Regions from separate parts of the Mus musculus genome. Here regions 1 and 3 are each linked to region 2. A link is a contact called in public promoter capture Hi-C data. All regions are on one chromosome and are shown on one strand. Each heading gives the region's core, a stretch centred on a gene start, on an enhancer-like site or on the middle of the called end of the contact. The rest is flanking DNA. Distances are from core to core; before and after follow the strand shown. Region 1 holds the start of Pmel (premelanosome protein). Region 2 holds the start of Stat6 (signal transducer and activator of transcription 6). Region 3 holds the start of Bloc1s1 (biogenesis of lysosomal organelles complex-1, subunit 1).

Region 1 (4,040 bases), core at 386-2,885, 1.1 Mb before region 2:
AGCCAGGTGTGGTGGCGCACGCCTTTAATCCCAGCACTAGGAAGGCAGAAGCAGGCAGGTGGATTTCTGAGTTCGAGGCCAGCCTGGTCTACAGAGTGAGTTCCAGGACAGCCAGGGCTACACAGAGAAACCCTGACTGGAAAAAAAAAAAAAAAAAAAAAAGAAGAAGAAGAAGAAGAAGAAGAAGAAGAAAAAAGAAAATCACTGCAAGTTGTTGGACGCCAGCTGGGGTTACGTTGGGAGACCAGAGCTAAAACAGATGTCTGAAAAGAAAGGAATAAAATGGATGTCCACATCCCTTCACCCAAATCCAAAATCCACCAACATTTGGACACATTTGCTCTATCCTTCTTGGTTGCTGTTTTTGTCTAAAATATGTATTTAGAAGAAACTCTTGGACAAGTGAGGTGGCTTATGGGGTAAAGAGGCTTTCTGCCCAGCCTGACAACCTGAGTTTGTTCCCCAGACTCACATGGTAGTGGTGGGGGGACAGCCCCCAAACAAAAACTAAAGTCAGTGTGTGAAATGCAAGCAGAGTATCTTAAGGGCCTCACTCAGATGTGTGGGTATGAACAGAACATCGCAAACAACATCTCAGAAAAGTAATGAAAAGAAAAGAGAAATTATAGTACAAGTGAAGAAACCAGATATATATAATGTGTATGTATGTAATATATATATAATATATTACAGCACAGAGAAGTGTCCTTAACCCAATTCTAACGTCCACAGGAAGCCCAGGGTTCTGCTGGGAGGGGGGAGGGGGGGGGCTGTTCTATGTTCATCTCAGGGAGCGCTTGACCACTGAAGCAAGAACAGTCATAAGACGCACCATTCTTTTTGACTGCCCACTCTCCCTCCTCAGCAGCACGGGACATTCCAGACCCTCTCGCCATCCTTAACTCCCTCCTCTTGCTCCTGTCACGAGGTCTCAATCCCCCAGAGTCCTTTCATGTGATGCTCAGCTGAGACCCTTCTGAGACAAGCCTGGGATACATTCATCCATCCGCACCCCTGATGCAGAGGTGGTCTGTCAGTTTGGCCTTCCTGAATACCCTACTCTTTTTCTCTCTACTTTACATCTCCTATCACTGCATTTAAGATATTACCCAAAGGATCTCCATGTCACCATGGACATGTCACCATGTCACCTCCTTGGAGCCCCTATTTCGCTGAGTGCTCCAAGCAGCCTCAGAATTAGTGCCATGCCTTCTGCCCCCTGCATCAGATAGGGATACCTCTATGCTTGATCCTAAGGTTCACATCTAAAGCTGGGCACAACGGTTTAAGTATGTACTTAGGAGGTAGATGAGGAGTTTGAGTTCATCCGTGGGTACACAGTGAATCTGAGGCTAGCCTGGGCTACACTGGACCTTGTCTTGAACAAATAAAAAAACCAAACAAAACCATATCTTCACTAAAATCAAATAGGACAAGCCTAAAGTATTTTGACTTGTCTGATTAGAAGGGGGAAACCCAGAGCTGGTGTTCAATTGCTAATAGCACTTGCTCCTGACCACCCACCCACACTCACCTTCTAGGGCCCCCACAGCCAGCAGAGCACTCAGCACAAGCACGGGAAGGAAGCTCCTTCTCTGGACACCCATAGTGGTCCTCTTGCCAGCAGCCAAAGGTACCAGGGGGTGGGAGCGAGCCCCTATATAGAAAGGGATGGTCATTTGCATAGGCCTTCCTCCTCTCCCTCCAGAGGAGGGGAAACCTGGGAAGAAGGAAAGGGCCAGAACTGATTTCATCCCACACAGCTCAATGACAGTTTCTGGTTTCGCTGGGTCACATTCACTGACACACTTATTCTGGAAAGAGTTCACTGATGGGCAGCCTCAATTCACATACTTAACAGTCACAATTCAGCAAGACAGAGTGAAGAGAATTGTGTCAAACCAAGAGATCCTTAAGACAGAAACAGCACCTTTATCCAAAAGCATCCAGAAGGGGCTGGGAGGGTAGATTGCCAGCAATAAAACAACACAGGCAGCCAATGAACCCCGAAACAGTGAGACAGTATTAAGCTAGGCTGAGAAACGACTCTATTATCTAGCCAAAGAATCCTTTACAATAAGAGTCCCGATTTTCCAGCCTGGACTAGAGTTCCAGGACAGCCAAGATTACACAGAGAAACCTTGTCTCAGAAAAATAAAAAGAAAGCGGAGGGAGGCGAGAAGGAGGGAGTGTGTGTGGGAGAGAGAGAGAGAGAGAGACCGGATTTTGTGCCCCACATGGAGACCGAGACAAACGGATCTCTGTGAGTTCGAAGACAACCTGGACTTTTGAACGCATTCCAGCCAACAAGGGCTGCATTATGAGATGTTTCCAAAAAGCAGGCGAGAGTGCTGGAGAAACAGCACCGCTGTTAAGAGCGCAAGCCGCTCTTGCAGAAGACCAGAGTTCAGCTCCAGCACCCAAGTTAGGCTCACGACCGCCTAGAACCTCAGCTCCAGGGCACCTGCTGCTTCTGTGAAAACTTAAATGCAGACACACAGACCCACACACCATTTAAAATAAAATACATTATTCTTTTTCTTTTAAAGATTCCCAGGTTTTGCTTTTTAAAAGAGACTCTCTTGTCCAGGTGGAATTTTAATCTCACCCAAGGGGTGGTGAAAATTGTGAGGGAAAGGTAAGGAAATCCGTAGACCAGAAACACCACCAGTTCCGGCCTGCGGAGCCTAAACCAGGAACTGCGGGAAAGTTGTGCAGCTGCCCCGCGGCTCGCCCGCCCAGGGCGGGGCCTCTGAGGCGGGAGCGCGATGGTCCGGTCCGCCCTCGTGACGTGAACCAATCGGAAGGGCGGGGGGCGGGGCCAGGGAAACGCGGGAAGGAGGGGCGGGGTCTCGGATGGCCGTCTGGAGCAGTGGGGGAGGCGGCAACATTGTTTCAAGTTGGACAAATTGTCAAGGGCTGAGCTCTCCTTGCGTTCCATCCCGAGCTGGGACTGCCGTGCTCACCCGGGGTCCCCCAGGTCCTCCGCTCCGAGTGTCGGGCCCGCTTTCGTCAGGGTTCCCGGGCCCCGCTCCCGGGGGCCTGAGCCGCCTCACTAGCGCTCCATGGAGAACTTCCAAAAGGTGGAGAAGATTGGAGAGGGCACGTACGGAGTGGTGTACAAAGCCAAAAACAAGTTGACGGGAGAAGTTGTGGCGCTTAAGAAGATCCGGCTCGACACGTGAGTGGCCTCCGGAGCCGGAACTCCTTTGCCCGGACCTCTTGGCTGTCCCCCTCCCAACCCCCTACCCCAACAGGCGGGTAGCGTCCCCGGACCGGAAGGTAGCGGGGAGGGAGGGAGGGACGCGTGAAGCGAGCGGTGGGTTGGCCGACCGTGGAGGCTCTACCGGAGGAGACTGTCCGGGGCTGGAATCCAGGGGAAAGTTTCTTGCAGTGCTCCAGCCGGTGTGCTCCCAAATCTGCTAGCCGAGAGACTTGGGAAGAGAAAGTTGTGGGGTGGGAGCCCGGGATAGGAGGGGTCCAGGGCTGTTCGTGGAGTTGGGTTATGTGGTAACCAGAGAAAAGTTCCTTTCTGAATGGAGAGCTCTCCTCACTGCTCCAGCACCATACTTAGAACCCTCACTCTCTTTCAAAAGAATGGCAGTTGAGATTCACTGGCCCTCAGGGGAGGCCGGGAGCTACTCTCACCCCACTCCCCTATTACCTTTCTTCTGCTTTTCATTCACCTGGAGGCTCTTCTTACCTTTCACTGGAAAAAGAGGAAATAATGGCCTTAAATATGTCTAAAAGCCACACCCTAACTACCCAGAAATTAACTCCTCACAGCACCTCTCCTGTCTGCCTTCCTAAGGGGGCTGGGGGTTGTGTATCCCTGAGAGAATGATGTTTGTAACCGTATTCTTGTCTCTGTTTTCCCAACCTCTCCAAGTGAGACTGAAGGTGTACCCAGTACTGCCATCCGAGAGATCTCTCTCCTTAAGGAACTTAATCACCCTAATATCGTCAAGTAAGTCTGCTCTGAGAGATGATCACTATGACGAATTCTGCTTGCTTAGCCTCAGAATTTCTCTCCTTCAACT
Region 2 (3,693 bases), core at 219-2,718:
GCAGAGTCTTCAACTCTTGCATAGGGTCCTCCAACCAGACTTTGCTCTAAAACTGTCTACCCCGTTGGGTGGGGCATCCCGAAGAGTCACATTTGTCTTATTTTCAAATTTAAGAGAGGATTCTGTTCCCTTTTCCTCCCAGTCTCTGGAATGTTCGGATTCCAGACCTTTGGCCCTATCCTTACCCTACTGGGGACTGGGACCGCCAAGCCAGGAACAGCTCCAATTTCCTCTAAATCTCCCTGTAGAGTGACTCAAGTCTCATCCTTCCCCCACCCCAGACGCCATTAAGCCATATTTTTCTCCTGAGCTGCCGGTAACGTTGCAGGGTCTATAGGTCGGGCTAGGACAAGGACCGTCCTTTCTTGAGATCAGTCCCCTAGGGTGGGAAGGCGGAGCTACACTTCAAGAGGCGGGGCGAGCTTTCCCTTCCAGGCTCCCCCTCCCCGCCGTAGGGGAAGCCCGACAACCTAGAAGCTTCTTCGTAAGCTTGGTGGCCTAAATCTATCCCCTCCACTCCCGCATTCCGAGTCCGCTGGCCGTGTGACCCCAATATCAAAAGTCAAGGGCTTCCCTGAGTTGTCCAATGTGCGTGTATATATGACGGTGGCGGCGCTGGTGGGGGTGGGAAAGGGTGGGAGGAGGTGGAGCCAGGTCAGCATGAGGAGGGTTAACCCCCAGCCGGCTGCCCTCCACGGGGAAATCTCAGGGTTTACTGCGGCCAAAAAAGTGAGGGGGAAAGTCCCCCTCCTCTGGGGCACCATGAGATCTACATCTGGGTCTCTCTCACCCTCCAGCCACACCCTGAGTAGGAACCTTTAGCGGGCAGCAGCTAGGGGTTGGACAGGCTCGGGGACCCTGGAGCATCAACTTCTAGGGAAAGGCAGCCATGTCCCCCAACCCAGAGAACCTTTCTTCTCCTCTGCCCAGCGACTGTCCCAAGACCCAGGAGGCGCAGGGCTGAGGATTGGGGAAAGTGACGCGACACGTTGGGGACCGGAATGTGGAGGCCTGTACCCACCCGAGTCCTTCGAAAGTTGGAAACTGCCAAAACCCAGTGCCGTCAGCTAACCCCAGATGAAACTATTTTCAGGGGACCAACTGCCCCGCCCAGGGGGGAGGATCCGAGAGGCCCCGAAAATCCATCCCTCGTGGTTCGTCAAAGCCCCCCCATAACCTTCCCTACTCGCAGACGTCCCCTCACCTCAGCAGCCCCGCTGCTATCTTCTCCCTCTCTCAGAGGGCACTACCAAGCCCCATGGGTCTGTAGGTCTGTCCAGCGGGTCCTGGGCTGGCCCTAAAAACTCAATGTGTACAGACACACACACACATATGCACACAGGCACGCGCGCACACGCTCGAGCGCGCGCACACACACACAAACACACACACAGGCACGCACGCACTCGTCTCCGGGCCTTCTTCACTGTAAACCCTGGCTGCCCCGGCCTGCTGTTTCCGGCTTCTCTGTCTGCCCAGGTCCCTCCCTGGCGCTCTGACGACACAGAGAAGAGAAAGTGGGCTGGAGGAGGAAGAGGAAGAAAGTGGGGTGAACCTGTATGTACCCGGTGGGGAAGCACGTAGTGGGGAGGGCAAAGCTGGAGCTCCATTGAACCACACTGGAGGGAGGCTGACCTTTACTCTAATCCCCTTAGCACTGATCCATTCCCCACTCCTCGGAAAAGTCACCTAATATCTGGCAGAGGCATGCCACCCCGAACTGCCTAGCTACCACACAAACTTTCTCCGGGCCAGAGATTGGGACCTCGGGGAACTGTGCTATGGGACATCTGGGTTGTGTGCGTCCTCCAGTGGAGGACCCTGAAAAACAGCTGGGAGCCCGAGGCCCCTGCACAATTAGGCTCACCTCCTTCCAAGGCAGGAACGCCTTAGAAGTCCCGTGATACTGTAGGGAGGAAGTGGGGGAGGGGAACCCTTAGCTCAGAATTCTGGAAGTCTCCGGGAGTCCCTTGGAGGAAAAGGAATTCATTCGGGGATACCACGTCCCAAACCCTAGTGATAGCCACTGAGGGCTGCCAGGGTGCCAAGTTTGAATGTGAATATGCTGTGCAACCTTGGCAAAGTTCCTATCTGTTTCTGAGGTAAACACTGAGACACACCCCAAAACAAATATGTGCAATTTCCCTGGCCACAAGAAAACACACACACACACACACACACGCATACACACACACATACACACACGCACACGCGCGTGTCTGAGCTTTACACATGTAGCAGCAGGCTCTCACACATGACAGCCCTCAGAGCCTCTTAGAGTCACACACACACACACACACACACACACACGCCCCTTGTTCAGCCTCTGAATCACCATCATAACCAGAGGACTGTCCTGTAGTTTTTGTTGGGGAGGATAACAAAAGGCCAAACCTGAAAGTCGAGTGTATGGAGGGATAGTCTGAGGGTGGCTGTGTCAAGTTGGAATTTTGGCTTTCCATTGCCTTTCAGGGCTGGGCTGAAAGAGCAAAAGCCAGGCTTCTGGCGCCCCCTGGTGCCTGAGCTGATTCCTCCACTGCACATCCGTGGGCACTGTACACAGTGCAAACTTAGATCCACCCAGGTGCCAGAGCAAACTGTACATGTACATATAATATAATCATGGACTCTGAGCAAGACCTATTTGTGTTCAAGTCCTGCCAAAGATGCTAACTGCAGAATTGGCTGGTTCATTATCTGTAGGACGGAGCACGCAGAGTGGCTTAAGCTGTGGGGTTGTGAGAATAGAATATACTGATACATAAAGGCTCAGAGGAACTCTGGTCACCTAGTAAACAGCAAGCAGGAGGTACTTTTGTTGTTGTTGTTGTTGCTCAGCTACTTGGTTGGACTGTGGTTGTTGATGCTGTTGTTGAGACAAAGGGTCATGTAGCCCAGGATGGCCTTGAAATTGCCTAGTAACCAAGGACAAACTTTAACTTCACCTCCCAAGTACCAGGCTTAGAAATATGCAACAAACAGCAAGAGGGCTTGTGATGCTAAGAACTGAACCCAGGGCTTTTTGCATGTCAGGCAAGGATGCTACCAAATGAGTCACATCCCAACCCAACAATTAATATTTGATGGGTTGGGTTTTTTGTTCTTGTTTATTTATTTATTACATATGAGTACACTGTCACTGTCTTCAGACACTCGAGAAGAGAGAGTCAGATCTCATTACGGATGGTTGTGAGCCACCATGTGGTTGTTGGGATTTAAACTCAGGACCTTCGGAAGAGCAGTCAGTGCTCTTAACCATCTGAGCCATCTCTCCAGCCCCCTTGATGGATTGTTCTTAATGTCTATAGATATACTGTCTACATGAATGTATACCATGTGCATGCCTGGTGCTCTCAGAGGCTAGAGGAGAGCATCACATACCCTGGAATTAGAATTACAGATGATTGTTTTCTAATTACCATGTGGGTCTTGGTAATCAGATCTAGGTCCTCTGGAAGAACAGCCAGAGCTCTTAACCACTGAGCTCTCTCTCCAGTCCCAGACACTGTTTTTATGGCCAAGAATAAATATTATGTGGGAAAAAACCCAGAAGGCTCTTCATCTTACCCAGAGGTTCCAGGGTTGTGAGAGGGTAGTGCTGAGGGTAAGTTGTGAGGGTAAGGCAGAGCCTAGAAGAGGTGTGTTCCTTTATGGATGCCTTAGGTCTGTAAGGCAGTGAGTGGAAGAGAAAGA
Region 3 (3,890 bases), core at 1,082-3,581, 1.3 Mb before region 2:
AAAAAAGAGAGAGAGAGAGAACTGACTCCCTAACGTTATCTTCTGACCTAAACATGGCATCTATTAACACACACACACACACACACACACACACACACACACACACACACACACAAGTAAAATAGCTGAATACACCAGTGGATCAATAACTCTCACTCTTACTAAGAAACTTCAAGAAGAATATTCTTTTTGTTTTGTTTTGTTAATTTTTTATTAGATATTTGTTCATTTACATTTCAAATGCTATCCTGAAAGTTCCCTATACCACCCCCCGCCCTGCTCCCCTACCCACCCACTCCCACTTCTTGGCCCTGGTATTCCCCTGTAATGGAGCATATAAAGTTTGCTATACCAAGGGGCCTCTCTTCCCATTGATGGCCGACTAGGCCATCTTCTGCTACATATGCAGCTAGAGACACTAGCTCTGGGGGTACTGGTTAGTTCATATTGTTGTTCTACCTTAGGGTTGCAGACCCCTTCAGCTCCTTGGGTACTTTCTCTAGCTCCTCCGTTGGGGGCCCTGTGTTCCATCCAATAGGTGACTGTGAGCATCCACTTCTGTATTTGCCAGGCACTGCATAGCCTCACAAGAGACAGCTATATCAGGGTCCTGTCAGCAAAATCTTGCTGGCATATGCTATAGTGTCTGGGTTTGGTGGCTGATTATGGGATGGATCCCTGGGTGGGGCAGTCTCTGGATGGTCCATCCTTTCATCTCAGCACCAAACTTTGTCTCTGTAATTCCTTCCATGGTTATTTTGTTCGCTATTCTAAAGAAGAATATTCTAATTTGTTCTGCATCCATTTGCCCTGCTACTGGATCCAAGCTATCAACTTCATCTGCGCCATAACTCAGAAAATGGGTAGCTGGGTAGATGACAAAGCTGTAAACAGTCTCAGACATGAATTAGCCCCACGTCCCTCAGCTTTGGAAGCACTCTGGAATCACCTGATACAGAGATGATAGATAGCTAGATAGCTAGCTAGCTACATACATACATACATACATACATACATACATACATAGATCAATCCTTCAGAAAGTCTATTTAATAAATAAATTTGGGATCAAGTTTCTTTTTAATTGGGAGTAGGAGACAGGGTCTTGCTATGTAGCCCAAGCTAATCTAGAACTCCCCATTCTTCCACCTCAGCCCCCTGACAGGTTTGCATCAGTATACCATACATGACAGTATTATTTACAAACTCTTCAATGCGGTTCTACTCTTTAGCCAGAGCTAAACATTAGTCTAATCACCTTAGTTTATTAACAATCAAACTAAAGCTCAGAATGGGTAAGAAAATTGACCAAAGTTTGGCCAGCATGTCTCCACATTCGTTTTTTTGTGGTCTGTGTGTTTCTGCTTTGAGACAAGGTCTCTCTACATATTGCTAGCTGCCCCAAAGTTTGTTCTGTAGACCAGGATGGCCTCAAATACACAGACATCCTCCTGCTTCTGCCTCAGGCCTGCTAGAATCAAAGTTGTGGGACACATGGTATGTCTGCACACTTGTAATGCACCCCTTAGCTCCGGTTACTTGTAGCGCTGGTGGATTCCTGGCCACCATGAAAAGCACAAGGAGCCTAGGGGACAGAGAGAGAGAGAGAGAGAGAGAGAGAGAGAGAGAAACAACAGCAATAAATTGATGGTGTTTATAATTTTTCTAGTTGGAATTAGTCCTGGAAGCATTCCTCCTTAGTCGGAGAAGCACTGTATAATTTACCTTTCACTTTGGCAGTAGCACTTACGCTTCTGCCACGACTAAAATGGGTTCGCATTCCCTGACCACAAAAGGACAGAGATAGATCTGCGCATTCACCACTCACTGCCCGCAACATTAGCAAAGCTCCCTAGAAGGCTGCTTGAGGTGCCTAAAATGCTGCTCTACAGTGATCACCCAGAGCTGAGAGAACCTCGGTGGAGAGGTGAGAAGACAAGAGGGCTGGGAAATAAGAGAAAGCATTCTCTTCTAGGGAGAGGAAGCTGGGAATCCACTGAGAATCGGCCGGCATTGCCAGGAGGTAAGGTGAGGGAAGGAGAAGAATTTCAATGAGTTCAGAGAGCTTCTGCTACCCTAGTAACAGAAGTGTAGTGGACAGCATCAGGACACCAATCCTCTCAAAACCCGACAGCCAGAGCATGTGAAAACTGACTCTTCAGCATGACTAAATGCGAAAAGTGTTCCTGACTCCAGAAACTGAGCCTCATTAGCGAACAGCTCACCCACCAAGCAACCAACCCTCCACTTCGCTCCTTTAGCTCCTCAATACCAACCACCAGATGCCAAAAGCAGAGGGAGGCTCTTGCGTCACGTGATACTGCGATCACGTGACGCCTTCCGGGTGAGCCAAGGCATAGTCCAGTTCCTGCAGCCTTAGGGAGGGGTCCGCCGTGCCCACACCCAGCCAGACTCGACCATGCTGTCCCGCCTGCTCAAAGAACACCAAGCCAAGCAGAACGAACGCAAGGAGCTGCAGGGTGAGCTCAGCGTCCGGTCGGTCGGCAGCTCCCGGCCGCGGCCTAGCTTCTTCCAGAGGCCTGGACCTCGGGTAACCTCCCAGATCAAGGAGAGGGCGCCGGCTAGCGGGCGACCCGAGTGCCGGGCAGGGAATTGGGGGCGGCACTTCTGGAAACTCCGTCCCCTTGCCAACCAGCCCTGGTCCCCTTGGCACCACTCGGGTCCCTGCGCCACCTCCCTCAATCCCGCCCAGGCGGCGCCTGAGTCCCGCCCCTGGAGCGCGAAACGCGTTGCCAATTGGCCCAGCCAGCTTCTCACCCCGGAAGTGGGAGGAATTGGGGACTGCCCAGTCTGCCACACAGCTAAGGCACAACTTTCCCCAGGCCTAGACTGGGAATCCTGGAGTTGCCAATCCATTGCCCAAAGTAGTGGAAAAAGGATGTCTAGGAAGAGTCCTGGGCGTACCTGATGGAGTGTCCATTCCCTTCTCAGGGCCCCAGTTTCTTTGCCTCCAAAATAAAGGGGTTTGTTTTGTTTATGTATGGAAGGTTCTTTTTAAGAGGTCTGGCATTAGTTGGCAGTTTCTAGAACAGTAATAAGTGCGTGAGGACCCATTAGCACCATCTTTCAAATACGAAGTCTGCTCCAACCCCTTTCCCCTTCCCCAGAGAAGAGGAGGAGAGAAGCTATCGCTGCAGCGACCTGCCTGACCGAAGCGTTGGTGGATCACCTCAACGTGGGGTATGAACCTCTTCCCTCAACTCCGGTTTCCTCCATCCACCCTGGTTACACAGCATCTGGGCCAGCTTTCAGAAGGACCCGGTGCTCCAGTAACTCCTCTGATCTGTCCCCTCCCCCTAATGTAACTTTGTGGAGACTTGAGTCAGCTTTCACTCTCTAACGCTGATGGGGGCGACAGCTGCAGTGGTTGGGAAAACAGAATTCCCCTCCCCACACTAACTTCCCTGGCACAACTTGATGCCATCTGGCCAACTCGACTAACCCTTATATGTCCAGCTGTCACTTGGGTGGGAGGGAAGGACAACCTCTTCCACCACGTACCCTCTTTCCTTCCTCACCTCCTACTCTCTGGAAAGCCTGCGAAACAAATGGCAGGAACAGGATGGCACAGCTGGTAGAAGTAAGGAAGAGCCTAAGCCAAGAGCTGTGACAAAACCAGGCTGTCTCTTCCTTTCCTTCTGGGTCTCCAGGGACCCTTCCCCCAACCTTAACCCTCAATGAGAAGACCAGTGGTATCCAAAGACTTGGAAAGATTCCCTGGCCCTGCATGACTCATAAGAGTGCAGAGATGGTGATCTGATTGTCTATGGGAAGAAAGGAGGCACATACTATGCCTTCCGCCCAGGGCGAGTGACAGGCTTGGTTGCAAATCCAGAGACTGATTCATCCAAGGGAGTCATGCAGGGTTA

Evidence for each region. Promoter capture Hi-C pulls out the DNA fragments that hold promoters and counts their contacts.
Region 1: a promoter capture Hi-C map of pre-B cells shows a contact between it and region 2. The contact joins the promoter of Pmel here to the promoter of Stat6 in region 2.
Region 3: a promoter capture Hi-C map of pre-B cells shows a contact between it and region 2, with 6 times the contacts expected there. The contact joins the promoter of Bloc1s1 here to the promoter of Stat6 in region 2. A contact is called at or near these places in 1 of 39 promoter capture datasets (pre-B cells) and 1 of 9 other capture datasets (liver).

What each region holds. Positions count from the first base shown.
Region 1 is chr10:128,703,853-128,707,892 of GRCm38.p6, reverse strand. It overlaps Pmel (premelanosome protein), which reads right to left and starts at 1,635. Exons shown (of 11, transcript NM_021882.4): 1 at 1,535-1,635. The coding sequence starts at 1,607. It overlaps Cdk2 (cyclin-dependent kinase 2), which reads left to right and starts at 2,842. Exons shown (of 8, transcript NM_183417.3): 1 at 2,842-3,181; 2 at 3,890-3,967. The coding sequence starts at 3,066.
Region 2 is chr10:127,640,761-127,644,453 of GRCm38.p6, reverse strand. It overlaps Stat6 (signal transducer and activator of transcription 6), which reads right to left and starts at 1,468. Exons shown (of 22, transcript NM_009284.2): 1 at 1,205-1,468.
Region 3 is chr10:128,921,965-128,925,854 of GRCm38.p6, reverse strand. Bloc1s1 (biogenesis of lysosomal organelles complex-1, subunit 1) reads left to right here and starts at 2,331. Exons shown (of 4, transcript NM_015740.3): 1 at 2,331-2,480; 2 at 3,129-3,201. The coding sequence starts at 2,420.